2 separate regions of the Anas platyrhynchos genome follow, and region 2 is linked to region 1. Evidence: chromatin contacts called from public Hi-C data. All regions are on one chromosome and are shown on one strand. Each heading gives the region's core, a stretch centred on a gene start, on an enhancer-like site or on the middle of the called end of the contact. The rest is flanking DNA. Distances are from core to core; before and after follow the strand shown. Region 1 holds the start of CBR4 (carbonyl reductase 4). Region 2 holds the start of LOC101789404.

Region 1 (5,819 bases), core at 1,367-3,866:
TTACTATTTTGCAGCATTTTTACAGACTGCATTATAAAATTAGTGATTTTAAAAATTTTATTCACCAAAAAAATAAAAAGCTGAACTAAATTAGGCACCACGTCTACAAATGCAAGAAATTCTTAAACATTTCTGAACTAGTGATAAAAATGCACATAATCTAGTATTCTAATACTAGTGTTATGATAACTTCAATTTAGTTGAAGAAATATGTGATTTATCTATCTAAAGGCCATAATGCAACAATCGGCTGTTTATTCAAAGCCAACATACCAGTTGTAACTACATGTATATTGCTCTTGCACTATTCTGGTACTAAAGCCGTTTAGCCTCAAGGTCTCACTCCATCCTATCCATCTGTGCTAGACACCCAAACCACGATTACTTGTGCATGACTTGATAATGATATATTTACACCAGGTTAACACTAAGTTACACTACTAAGTTACTAAAGCTATGCTTAACCACTAACCTTAGATTTTGTTTGTTTGTTTTCCTTCTACTTTTGACAAAAGCAAATGCTTTTTGAGATGTGAAATGACTCTGAAATAGGTAGCTCAGGTATCTAGGCAGGACTGTAAGACAAAAGTACTCCTATAGAATGAAGTATGTTTTTTCTGCAACCTCCAGTACCCAATCAGCTGTTTAGGGACTTCCTGAGCCAAAGGCAGAATCTAAGTAATAGTCATGAACCTCTTTTCCATATATTTGAATAAATCCATTTTGAACCCAATCATACTTTGTCTCCATAACATCCTGAGGCAACAAGTTTCATTATTTGTGGAAAAGTACTTTGTTTTGTTCTTAAATTTCTTTCTGATTAGTGAATGCTCTGCTTTTCTCTCTTATCTTCCCCCTTCTGCTCATAACTTGAGCCTATGTACACTTCTGCATATTACCTTAATTCCTATATCCTCTTCCAGGTTTACTTAGCTACTCTTATGCACATGGAAGCCACTAACAGACTGCCCAAGCTCACTAATCCTGTCACCCTACCCTTTGCCTTATTTAGTTCTATTATGCCCTTTTTTATGTGTGATAACTATAATCACACACAGTATTAAACATACATGAACACAGTCAGCTCCTACAATGGCATGATAATTTTGGTCTTCTGTGACCAAAACTTGCCTAAGGAGCTGTCAGTCCTTTTCTATAACAGAAAAGGAAAATCCAAGTGCCTGGAATCAACCCATGCATCCCCTTCCCAGCTGGCAAATTTAAATTGGCCTCCTAGGAGCAGGAAGAGGACTAATACTTGTGCCTCAGAGGGGAGCCCTTTCAAAAGAATACACACAAAAAGACCTGCTGTGTGTAGGCAATTCCTTGTCTGTCATGATGGATCTATTCTTTTGCAGAACTATCCACACAGACTCTTGCAAGTTCTTGCCTGACTGTTGCAACAATGTGGTACTAGGATTCTCTTCTTCCTCCATATTTTGTTCTTACCAGCACTGAACACACCTACTCTCTTATTTTTATTTAAAACCTGGAATAATACAAGTTGGAAAGGATCTTTGGAAGTCACTTTGTCTAACTCCTCCACCCACATGCACAATGTCAACTTAGGTCAAGTCGATCAGGGCCTTATCCAGTTGAGCTCGGAAGGGTAATCGTAAGCGTGAAAAAAATCACAGCAAACTTGAGCGTTGCCTTAATCAGTGTACGGTACCTCTGCAACTCTTCAGAATCAGTTTTGGGGTTAGCTACAGTGAGCCATCGCATGCTGTTTATAAATGCTGTCAGACCTGTATGTATGTTCCTTTCTCTGAATAGGCTTAGGTGTACAGGCCCCTAAAAGCTATCAGTGCAAATGAAGGTGCCACGAATTGTTCTGTGCTGAGGAGACTGCCTCTAAAATCTATCGTTCTGCCCTTCCTCTTCTCTGTGAGAAAGGGAAAAGCCCGGTGATTCTAGTGTTTCCAGAAATACTCGGTCTCTTTGTGCATTAACCAGGTATTTGCAGGGGGAGCACGTAAGCCTAACTGCAACGAAACAACATACAATCTGTGTTTTTTTTTTAAAAAAAAAAAAAAAAAAAAAAGCCATACACCTTCTGGCTCTGGAGAAAGGGCTCTGGAGTTTGACTTGGGCGAAAAACCCGCAGCGAGATGAGTAACGCGACACTCCCTCGCGGGCAGGCTCTCCCCTGCCGCCGAGCCCTTTTTTAAAACATTTTTTTTTTTTCTGCTTTTATGCTTTTATTGCGGCCGGTGAGGCGACGTCCTCTGCGCACCCCTCTTCGCCCCGCCCCGCGCGCCCCAACGGTCCCTAACGGCCGCCAACGGCCCCTAACGGTCACCGCCAGGGGGCGCCCGCGCGCAGCCATGCCTACCACAGCGCGGCGGGCGGCAGCAGCCGGCGTCCCCCCTCCCTTCCTCTGTCCCTCCCTCCCTCCCTCCCGCCGGCCGCGGAGGCGCCGTGGCGGCTGCCGGGCGCCCGGCTGCGCGCTCACCTCCCCGGGGCGTGGCGGCGCGGCTGGGCGCCGGGGTAGGGCGGGGGCTCCGCAACACGGCTGCTGGCGCGGCCCGGCCCGGCGCTCAAGATGGAGCCCGCGGGGCGTAGCGGAGCCGCCCGCCTGCCCGCACGGCGCGGGGCACGCCGGGAGCTGTAGTCCCCGTGAGGCGGCGGCGGTGCCACGGTGGCAGGGCGGGACCGGGCGGCGTGAGGGGGAGGCGGCGCCCGCTCCTGCCGCCGCTTGGCTGGCCCCAGTCGCACCCTTCAGGGAGTTGTGGCCACAGGGGCGGGGTTTTGTTCGTAGCTCATCTTTATTACTGAAGGTTTTCCTTTTTTGCCCCCACAGTATCCAGAATTTCCGCACGGACTGAACACTCTCATCGTGCCCAAACCGCTTAGGCGCACTTTTCCCACAAATACGTGAACAAATCTCGCTCTTGAGAAACTTAATTCACTGTACCTGAGAGAAAAGTTACATCACAAAGAAAAACAACACACCGCCCCCCTCAGGCTGGCGCAGGGCTCCAGCCCGACCCCGGGCACTGGCCCCTCCTGCAGTGGACTTTGGCCTTAAAAGATTTCCACCTCGATCTCTGTCTCTCCTGCCATCGCTCACTTCCCTCCATACACCCGACTCCTCACTCAAGGAGGGCACTAGTCTTTCCTTCTCCACCTATCAACAGTCCTAACTTTGCTCGTTCTGCCTCGCATACTCTCATCCCTGCTCCCATTCACTACGTGTTTATATACACTGCACAATAATACCTTATGGCAATAACTTCAAGAATTTATCATTTCAATAATTTATCATGCAACAGCCTCTTTGGATATTCCTCCTATTGTTGGTGAAAGGTATTTTTGATAAGTATTTCTCAGCAAATGTAACTAGGCTTTAGTTCATAAACATAAACTCCTGTCAGCATTCAGACTAAGAGCAACAAGTTATAAACAGCCAAGATTTCTGTCATATTATGAAGTTATTCCTGCCCTAATATATCACTAACCACAATATCGGTTACTGAATGGACAGCTGTGAATTGTTGCCCACTTCGGTCCTGTGATACGGCCTCCTGGAAATTCACTGTGTCTACTCATATTTCTGTTCAGTGCACTGTATTTACTGTGTCTTCAGGTTTGTTTTGTTGGGGAAAGGAAAGAAAGTGGGATGTTGGGAGATGATGACAGGGAGAAGGGAGTGAACAGAGTCAGAAAGAAGAGGAGGGATATTAAATGTGGAAAGATTTTGCATAGTGATTTGAACTGAACTCTATGAGATAAAGATAACTAAAGCTCTACGCTGCAGGAGTAGCAACACAGTTAATAAGCAACATGACTTGATCATTCACCTGCTTTCCCTTTATAAGCTCTAAGAAGAACTAAGAAGAACTTACAGAAGCAAAAGCTATACATTGTGAACACAGTAATTAGTCCTCAGACCTGAGACACATGAAAGTGAAATACTTCCATGATTCCTAATATCTGCTTAGAAATATGTAACATTTGTGAATAGGAGGAGACCAAAGGCTGCTTGAAGCAGGAAACTGAAGGCATATCCACAAGCATTAAGCCAGTTTTATAACCTCCTATTTTAGCAGGATTGTTCATTACAGGACTGTTTGCAAGGTTAACCCTAATGAGGCACAGATTTACCGAGTGCAGGAATACCAGCTTAATGTGGCACATCTACTTACTGACAGAAAACAGCAAGTCAAGGGACTGTGCAGTCATCCTGCCACAACTGCAAATAGATGTGATCCGAACCATAAGGACTTCTGGCAGAACTTCAGCTGATGATTTGCCAGCAATGAGTGTTGAACATGGTCCATAATAAATAGCAACTGTGATAGTGATAGTGACAATCACTCATATCTCATACACTGCTCACCTCCTTTATCTTCACCAGTATTATAGGAAATGTCAAAGACAATATTCTTTACAGCTGTTACCCATTTTGCAGCCCAAAACACATACAGTAACACTTGGAGCACTTTCAAGGAACTCAATTCCCAACATTCAATTTTCTCCATCAGATTGCCCTAAATAAATCTAGTTTCATATCTCATCTCCTCACAGAAATACTTTGGTGTCATTTAATCTTGCTCATGTATTACGGAGCAGCTGAAGACTTCATCTCCTTGTGAGATACAGAAGCCCATAACATTGTATTTCCTTCCAATGACTGAGCATTAGAGTAGTAAATCATAATAATACCAATCAGCTGGCTTAATGAGGTAGGAGGTAGGTTATTAAAAATGAGAAGAGGTATTTTTAGATGATTGCTAGTGCCATTTCTTAATTTATCTATCACAGTATTTTCCTTCAAAAATTAGCAGAAGCGATTAGCATTCTTGAAAAGAATTAACTATTGCTCACTCTAGACTATGTCAGATCAAGTGATGGCTGATTATATAAAACACATGCCTTATTTCAACAGTTTTAATCTGTAATCATTTTTCATAGGTATTGATTTTCAGGAGCACGGTTTATTACAAGATTGTCCTAGCAGTCCAACATATTTTCCTAGCTCCCCAAGAGGCCCAGTAAGCACACCTGCCCAGCCACATTTGGATTGCTGTTAGTATTACAGCAATCTAGGATGGCACAAGCTACTATCCTGAAACCTCAGAAAGAAATTTTATGAATCATATATATTTACAGTTATTAATTTTATAAAATAATTAAATATTTACTGCAAAGTGAGTGAAAAGAGCAATTTAGAAGATCGGTCTAGAAGGTGTGTCTTTTATGTGATGCAGGCTGATGCAACTGTAGGATGCTACAGGAGTCTGAGCTGTTTTTCCAGAACAGGAAAATTTCACACACATATAAGTATTTTATTTTTATCCTCACCTGCCTAAACGTTCTCTATAAGGTTTTGTATCATTTCTATACTGAACATACAAAATATACTACATACTACAGTGGCAGATTATCCCCAGCCTTCCGTGGACAAGCTCCCCTTTCTGCCAGAGTTCAACTTCCCTTCATCCAGTTTCTTCACATTGTGTTTATACTTGAATGCAGGACATGCAGGACATGTCCCTCAGACCATCCAAGTTCTTTCAATAGACACAAAAGTCATATACCACTGTTTGAGTAGGGTACATTTCTTCAGGGAACTATAGATTTGCCAAAAAATCACTTCTGAAGGGCACTGAAAAAAAAAAAAAAAGAAAGAAAAAAAAAAAAGAGAGAGAGAACTTGAAGGTTAGCTTTTCAGAGAATTACTGAACTGAAACACCGAATATTCTGAGGAGATTCAAGGTAGCATTTCCTCCCTGATTGTCTCAGCTTAGCTACTAAGCCAGAGAAGATACGTAAGTGATGACAAAACATTTATCAGAGACTTTGCTATTTCTGAA
Region 2 (5,819 bases), core at 1,771-4,270, 290 kb before region 1:
AAGCCTAAACTCCTTTAAAATCTAGAATATTTTTATGGGTGGTCTAAGTCATCAGTTTATGTATTAAAAAGTTATATTATCGCGTACAGACAGGCAAACACATACTGTCCAACTGCCAAGTTTCCTCACGTCTTCTTTTCTTTTCAGGAGTTTGGATTCCACAATAAAACAGTCATAAGGATTCTCATTGCCAGGAGTGAAATTGACTTGATGAATATACGCCAACGATACAAAGAAAGATATGGCAAATCACTCTTTCATGATATTAAAGTAAGTTTTTACACACTTTGCATATATTCAGCACAGGCACGTGAGCAGAGCCCCACTGGAAAAAAGTACTGAGGGCTAATCTCTATTCACTCCAATAGATTAAAAAATAAATAAATAATAATTTTTTAAAAAAGTAATGTTTAATATCCATAACATATCTTTTCAGTGCTTCAGGCTGACCTTGGTAAATAAGCAGTGGATTTTCAACTCACCCTCATCCTGTGTGATTTTGTCCCTCCCCAGTAGCAAGAGGGGGAATAAAAAGAGGGCAGAATATTCTGATGAATATCTTGCATGAAAAGTTTCTTACACTAACTGATACCATCTTCTTTTGCACTGTCCTACAAGGTTACACTAATATCAGACTGCTGTTACCCTTGTCTGGTCTTATCCTGGAAGTTCAGGTGTCAACCTTCATAAAAACTTTTCCTCTTGTATTCTTGCTCCATATCTTAAATCATACCTTTAGGACTGCTGAATTGTACAAAAATGACTCTTGCTAAGACCCTTTGCATTTTGCTTGTTGCTAATCTCCAACTGTAACATATGCAGTAGCTGTAAGAAGTTGCTTGTGATTTTTTGGTATTGAACTCAAGAAGCATTACACTGAATTGATTGGAATTTTCAAAGGTGGATTGCTTGTAGGTCCCCAAACAACCAAAGCCTGAGTTATGTGAAATTAAAAAATCTTGGCCCAGAATCCTTATAAAAACACTAATATTTTAGAAAACAGGATAACTTCACTCTAGTCTTTGTTACACACAAACAGAAGAAAAAATAAGTACAGTCACAGAATTTTTTCTCTTGCAGCATTTTGCTTCAGGTCACTATGAGAGAGCTTTACTTGCTATCTGTGCCGGTGATGCTGAAGATTATTAATGAAGAAGAAGATGGATTTTGAAGCCTGTATAAATCTATTTTAAATGGAAATTGAAGCTGTACACAACACACTGTAAGAGATACCTAATCTACATAATATAATTGAAAAATCAGTGCTATACATTTGTTAATTTTAAATCTTTCTTGAGCCGGAAAAAATATGTAAACAAACATTGTCAGAAACAGAGCTTTCCCTCTATTTCTGCCTAATATTTCTGTTAGTATAATTAAATGTAAATTAATGGAAGAACTAGTAAAAGAACTTTATGTAAGCATGTATTCATCATTTAGACGTGCAATGTCCCAAACCTTAGACAATAAATGCTGAAGAACCTATTCACTTCTATTTAGGAGAGAAAAAACATTTTACTTTATTTATTTTTAGCAGACAGATTTCCTCCTTTAAATGTTTTTTCCCCCTCTTCTTAAAGTTCAGATTTTATGCTCTGAAAGTGTAGTTTTAGTTACTTTCAAGCTAAGTATCTCTCCCAGTCTATTATCAGTCACTCACTGAAGAATACTCTTGTATTCTTTTCCATTTAGCACACCTACTTAATGCATTTCCCTTTTTCTGTTTGAAACTAAAGAAAAACAGAACCAAGTATTGATTTAGTGCCATGCTCTGAAAATCGCAGGACGAGGAAACATGGCATGGCCTTCTGCAAACTTACCCAGCCTGCCCAATGGTTCCATTTTGAAATTCCACTGTCATTTCAATCATTAACTGAATATGGATATTCTGGGTGCTGAGGTATTCCTAGGGTGTCTCTTATGGTGTAATTTGTGAGCTGGCTAATAATGGGTAACACTTCACCACCAAACGAGGTTCAAAGAGACAGTGCTCCTGAACCCCAGCAGACGTAGTTTGAGAACATTTTGTGACAACTCATACTGAAGCGAATAAAGGTGGCAGAACCCTGCCTCAAGTCATCATCCCGAAGGAGAACATAACACTTCCTGAAACATTTTGAGCCTATTCAGTCTATCAGCTGTACCCTCTAGCTTATTTGTATCTCCTGTCAGTCCTTTATGTAAGGGATTTAAAAGCAAGCATAAATGAGGTAATATTACAATAAAGTCATTGTCCTGTTTTGTTTCATTTTTTTGCCTGCATTTCGAAGTTTCCAGCTTGACATAAACCTTTGATTGAAAATAGGTAGTGACTTTCTGCCAGTCTGGCTCAGTATGACCGAATAAAACACTGCTGTTAAAGTATATAAATATGTTTGTTTTCACACTGTTTGCACCCACGTCTTTCCCATCTGAAAACAATGTATTTTTAGTGTACTTCATTTTTCACAAATACTAACCTTAGGCTACAAAACTGCCGACGTGCAATACATTTGAAATTTCACTTGGGTCCCTCTTGTGCTGACAGACCTCAGAATGTTTGAAGTAGAAAATTATTCATCCAGAGCTCTAGGTGGAAAGGACCTAGGAGGAAAGTTCACGAAGTCCTAGCACAAGGCAGAGCCATACGCTATGCCTGCACGTTATCGCTCCAAGCTCAGACTATGGTGCTGCCCTAAACTTCAATTACACTTTGATTTTGGACCTGTAGTTGCAGGTAACGGCCGTGTCTCACGGCTAGGGAGATGTAACAGGGCTTTAGCCTCGCACGCTGCAGGGAGGAGCAGCAGCACCTCACAGCTGCCCGCCCCGCCCCGCCACCTCCCCTCAGCGCCCACAGGCGGGGCTCCGCTCGGGACAGCGCCCACAAAATGGCGGCGGCGGCGCTAGGGCCCGCCAGGCGCCCCGGCTCCCTCCGCCCCGCCCACGGCTAACCCCTTGCAGCCGTTCCCGGTTCTGATTGGAAGGCAGCCTTGTCAATCTCTCTCGCCCACCAACCGTCACCGCGTCTCTCAGTGCCCCGCCCCGCCGCCGCTGCCGGGTTCCATTTTCCGGCCGGTTGGAGGCAGCGGCCGCTGCGGGGCAGCGGGGCGGGCCCGGAGCGGCGGGGGAGCCCCGATGGAGGCCAGCCTGACGTGCGCCGTGTGCCTGTCCCTCTTCGAGGAGCCGGTGACGCTGCCGCTCTGCTCGCACAACTTCTGCCGGGGCTGCGTGCTCGAGTGCCTGGCCTCGGCGCAGCACCAGCAGCGGGGGCCGGGGCCGGGCCAGGGCCAGGGCCAGGGCCAGGGCCAGGCGCGGCTCCCCCGGGGCGGGCCGGGCCCGGGCCCGGGCCCGGGGCCGGGTCCGGGTCCGGGCGGGGGCCGGGTGCCGTGCCCGCTGTGCAGGAAGCTCAGCCCCCTGCCCCGCGGCGGCGCGGCCGCGCTGCCCGTCAACACCACGCTGGCGGAGGTGGTGAAGCTGTACCGCTCCGGAGCGGCCGGGGAGCCCGGGGAGCAGGGCCCGGGGCTGGGGCTGGGGCCGGGGCAGGGCCCGCTGGCGCTGAGGGGCACCTGCCAGAAGCACCCGGGCCGCCTGGTGCAGCTCTACTGCCGCATGTGCCGCCGCGCCGGCTGCGGGCAGTGCGTGTCCGAGGAGCACCAGGGCATCTTCCACTCCGTCAACCTGCTGGACACGGTGTTCCAGGAGGAGAAAGTAAGCGCTCGGCTCCGCGCGGGGCACCCCCAGCTCCCTGCTTTGGTGCTTGGGACTCGTGTGTGCGTGCTGACAGGCTGTGCCGGAAAAAAACACGCTCATGCCGAGAGCTTGTGGCATGCCTGGGTCCGGTTTTACAGGCTTCTGCGAGATGCTAGCTCTGTTCAAAGAAAACAAAACCCACACCCACAGATACTTCCTTCACAGGCTCTCTGAGCTGCCCTGCCTATTTGGGGTAATAGGTAATAATGACACACATAGAAATAGATGGTTTAGGTAACCAATAATAAAAGTAAAAACCAAAATGCGCTTCTGTTTACATGAAAGCAACTGCCTGGCCTGTTCGTTTGTAGTGGCAGCAATAGTTGTGATTTTTGCCAAGGTTCCCAGCATTATGGTTGAGTGAGCTATCCTTGCCGTATGCAGGTTGGGTAACTGAGACAGAACCTCAGGACGGTGGTGAAGAGGGCTGTCGTGGCTTAGAAAATAAACCCCACGTTATATGAGTTAATTTGAAGCCACTACTGTTGTTTTTTTATTATTATCATTTTTTTGTCTTCAACCTAATTCTTTACTGGCCAGGGCTAGAACTGGAAAAGAATAAAGTAACTTATGTTTTCAAGAAAGGTAGGAAGTTAATGCGCGTTGTTGAGGCGTTGCTTCATATATAGGTAATGAACTAATTGGAAACAATGGTGTGGAAGAGGGTGTAGAACATGTAGGACTTACTGTCCACTAACTAGAGACTTCAAGGTAGTAGTGCAGTAGGTTTTTCTGTTTGCTGTTAATAATCACTTTCTTAGAAACACTTCTTAGTTTTAAGAAGCTTATGTTTTCAGGGAGACCATGTCAGTGGAAAGGGATGGTTTGGTTGTTAGAAGCTGAAGAACAGCACTGACTGTCATTAAGCTATGAGTTGTTTTTGGCACTGATTTACTTCCTGTTCCTCTTTCCAATCACCAATTGTCTGTCATTCAGGAAACAAGAGAAAAAGAGTCTTTGCACAACAGTTTGTTGTGTAAAATTTAGTGATAATATAATGCGGTAAGGAAGGAAAAAACAGTGGTGATACTGGTTAAAACAAGAATAACTTTGTTATGGTTAGCTTTCTATTTGTTTATTAAAAACACTTTTTTTTTTGAGACATTTAAAAAGTGTATCATACACATGCTTATCAAGCAGGAACAAATGCAGCATTCAAACAAATTGTGATAGATATGTGTGTTGTTTTTTTTTAAAAAAAAAAGTGTGTTTTTTTTTAAATAAAAGGAAAAAAATCTGAGGAAAACTGTGTTTTAGCTATAAAGTAACCCTATAGCCATTGTAGCATTTGTATTGTAGATGAGCCTAAAGCCATTACTATGAGAAAGAGTTATATCAAAAGCAAGTTTGTCTGCTGTTCCAGGGAAGCGTTGAATGTTATCAAATGTTTTGAATGACTGCTTTGTTGATATGTTGTACCCCATGATGTGGTTCTAGACAACCACTGAAATGTATTAACTTTATTTATGGAGTTATTCTAACCATTTCAATTGTATTTCAATTGTCTTACAGTTAACCTTCTTCAGTAGTCTGAAAAAAATGAGAATAATAAACGAGAAGCTGATGAATGAAGTCTCAAGTCATCCAAATGATACTGATGTGAGTTACACATGCTGACTTTTTAAAATTTATCTATATAGAGAGTTATAAAAAGCTTGATAACACCAACTTGGTTCTCTTCTCATAAGAGGTTAATTACAACAATAGAGTACGCTGGTACTTTGTATGGTACGGACGTGTCCTGAACTTAGTTTAAAAAAATAAAAGTCTGTGTAGACACTGCTGCTTGCATCATCATCTGTTTTTGTATTCTCATGCTTCTAGATGGTGGTGAATAGTGAAGCAGACATAATTGCACTGGAATTTGGAGAAATTTTCAGAACTCTGGAAATGAAAAAGCAGCAATTGATAGAAGATCTTGAAAATCAAAGAAGTAAAAAAGAGAAGGAGTTTCAGATTTGGAAGAAGATGAAGGAAACTCACAAGAAAACCATTGAGAATTTTTTGAAGGACTGTGAAAAGCTTGTACATGAATGTGACCCTCAGCGTTTCCTAGAGGTAATGGCCCTTCTGTTACTGCTTGAGTT

What was found. Hi-C and Micro-C count contacts between places; a contact is called where the count stands out from the background.
Region 2: a contact with region 1 is called in a Hi-C map of skeletal muscle, with 2.2 times the contacts expected there. The contact joins the promoter of LOC101789404 here to the promoter of CBR4 in region 1. A contact is called at or near these places in 2 of 8 Hi-C or Micro-C datasets (skeletal muscle and subcutaneous adipose tissue).

The regions. Positions count from the first base shown.
Region 1 is chr4:29,540,499-29,546,317 of IASCAAS_PekinDuck_T2T, reverse strand. It overlaps CBR4 (carbonyl reductase 4), which reads right to left and starts at 2,616. Exons shown (of 6, transcript XM_027456433.3): 1 at 2,456-2,616.
Region 2 is chr4:29,827,589-29,833,407 of IASCAAS_PekinDuck_T2T, reverse strand. LOC101789404 reads left to right here and starts at 3,020. Exons shown (of 10, transcript XM_072037328.1): 1 at 3,020-3,690; 2 at 5,245-5,331; 3 at 5,557-5,790. The coding sequence starts at 3,118. ANXA10 (annexin A10) reads left to right here. Exons shown (of 10, transcript XM_072037331.1): 10 at 148-2,877. The coding sequence ends at 342.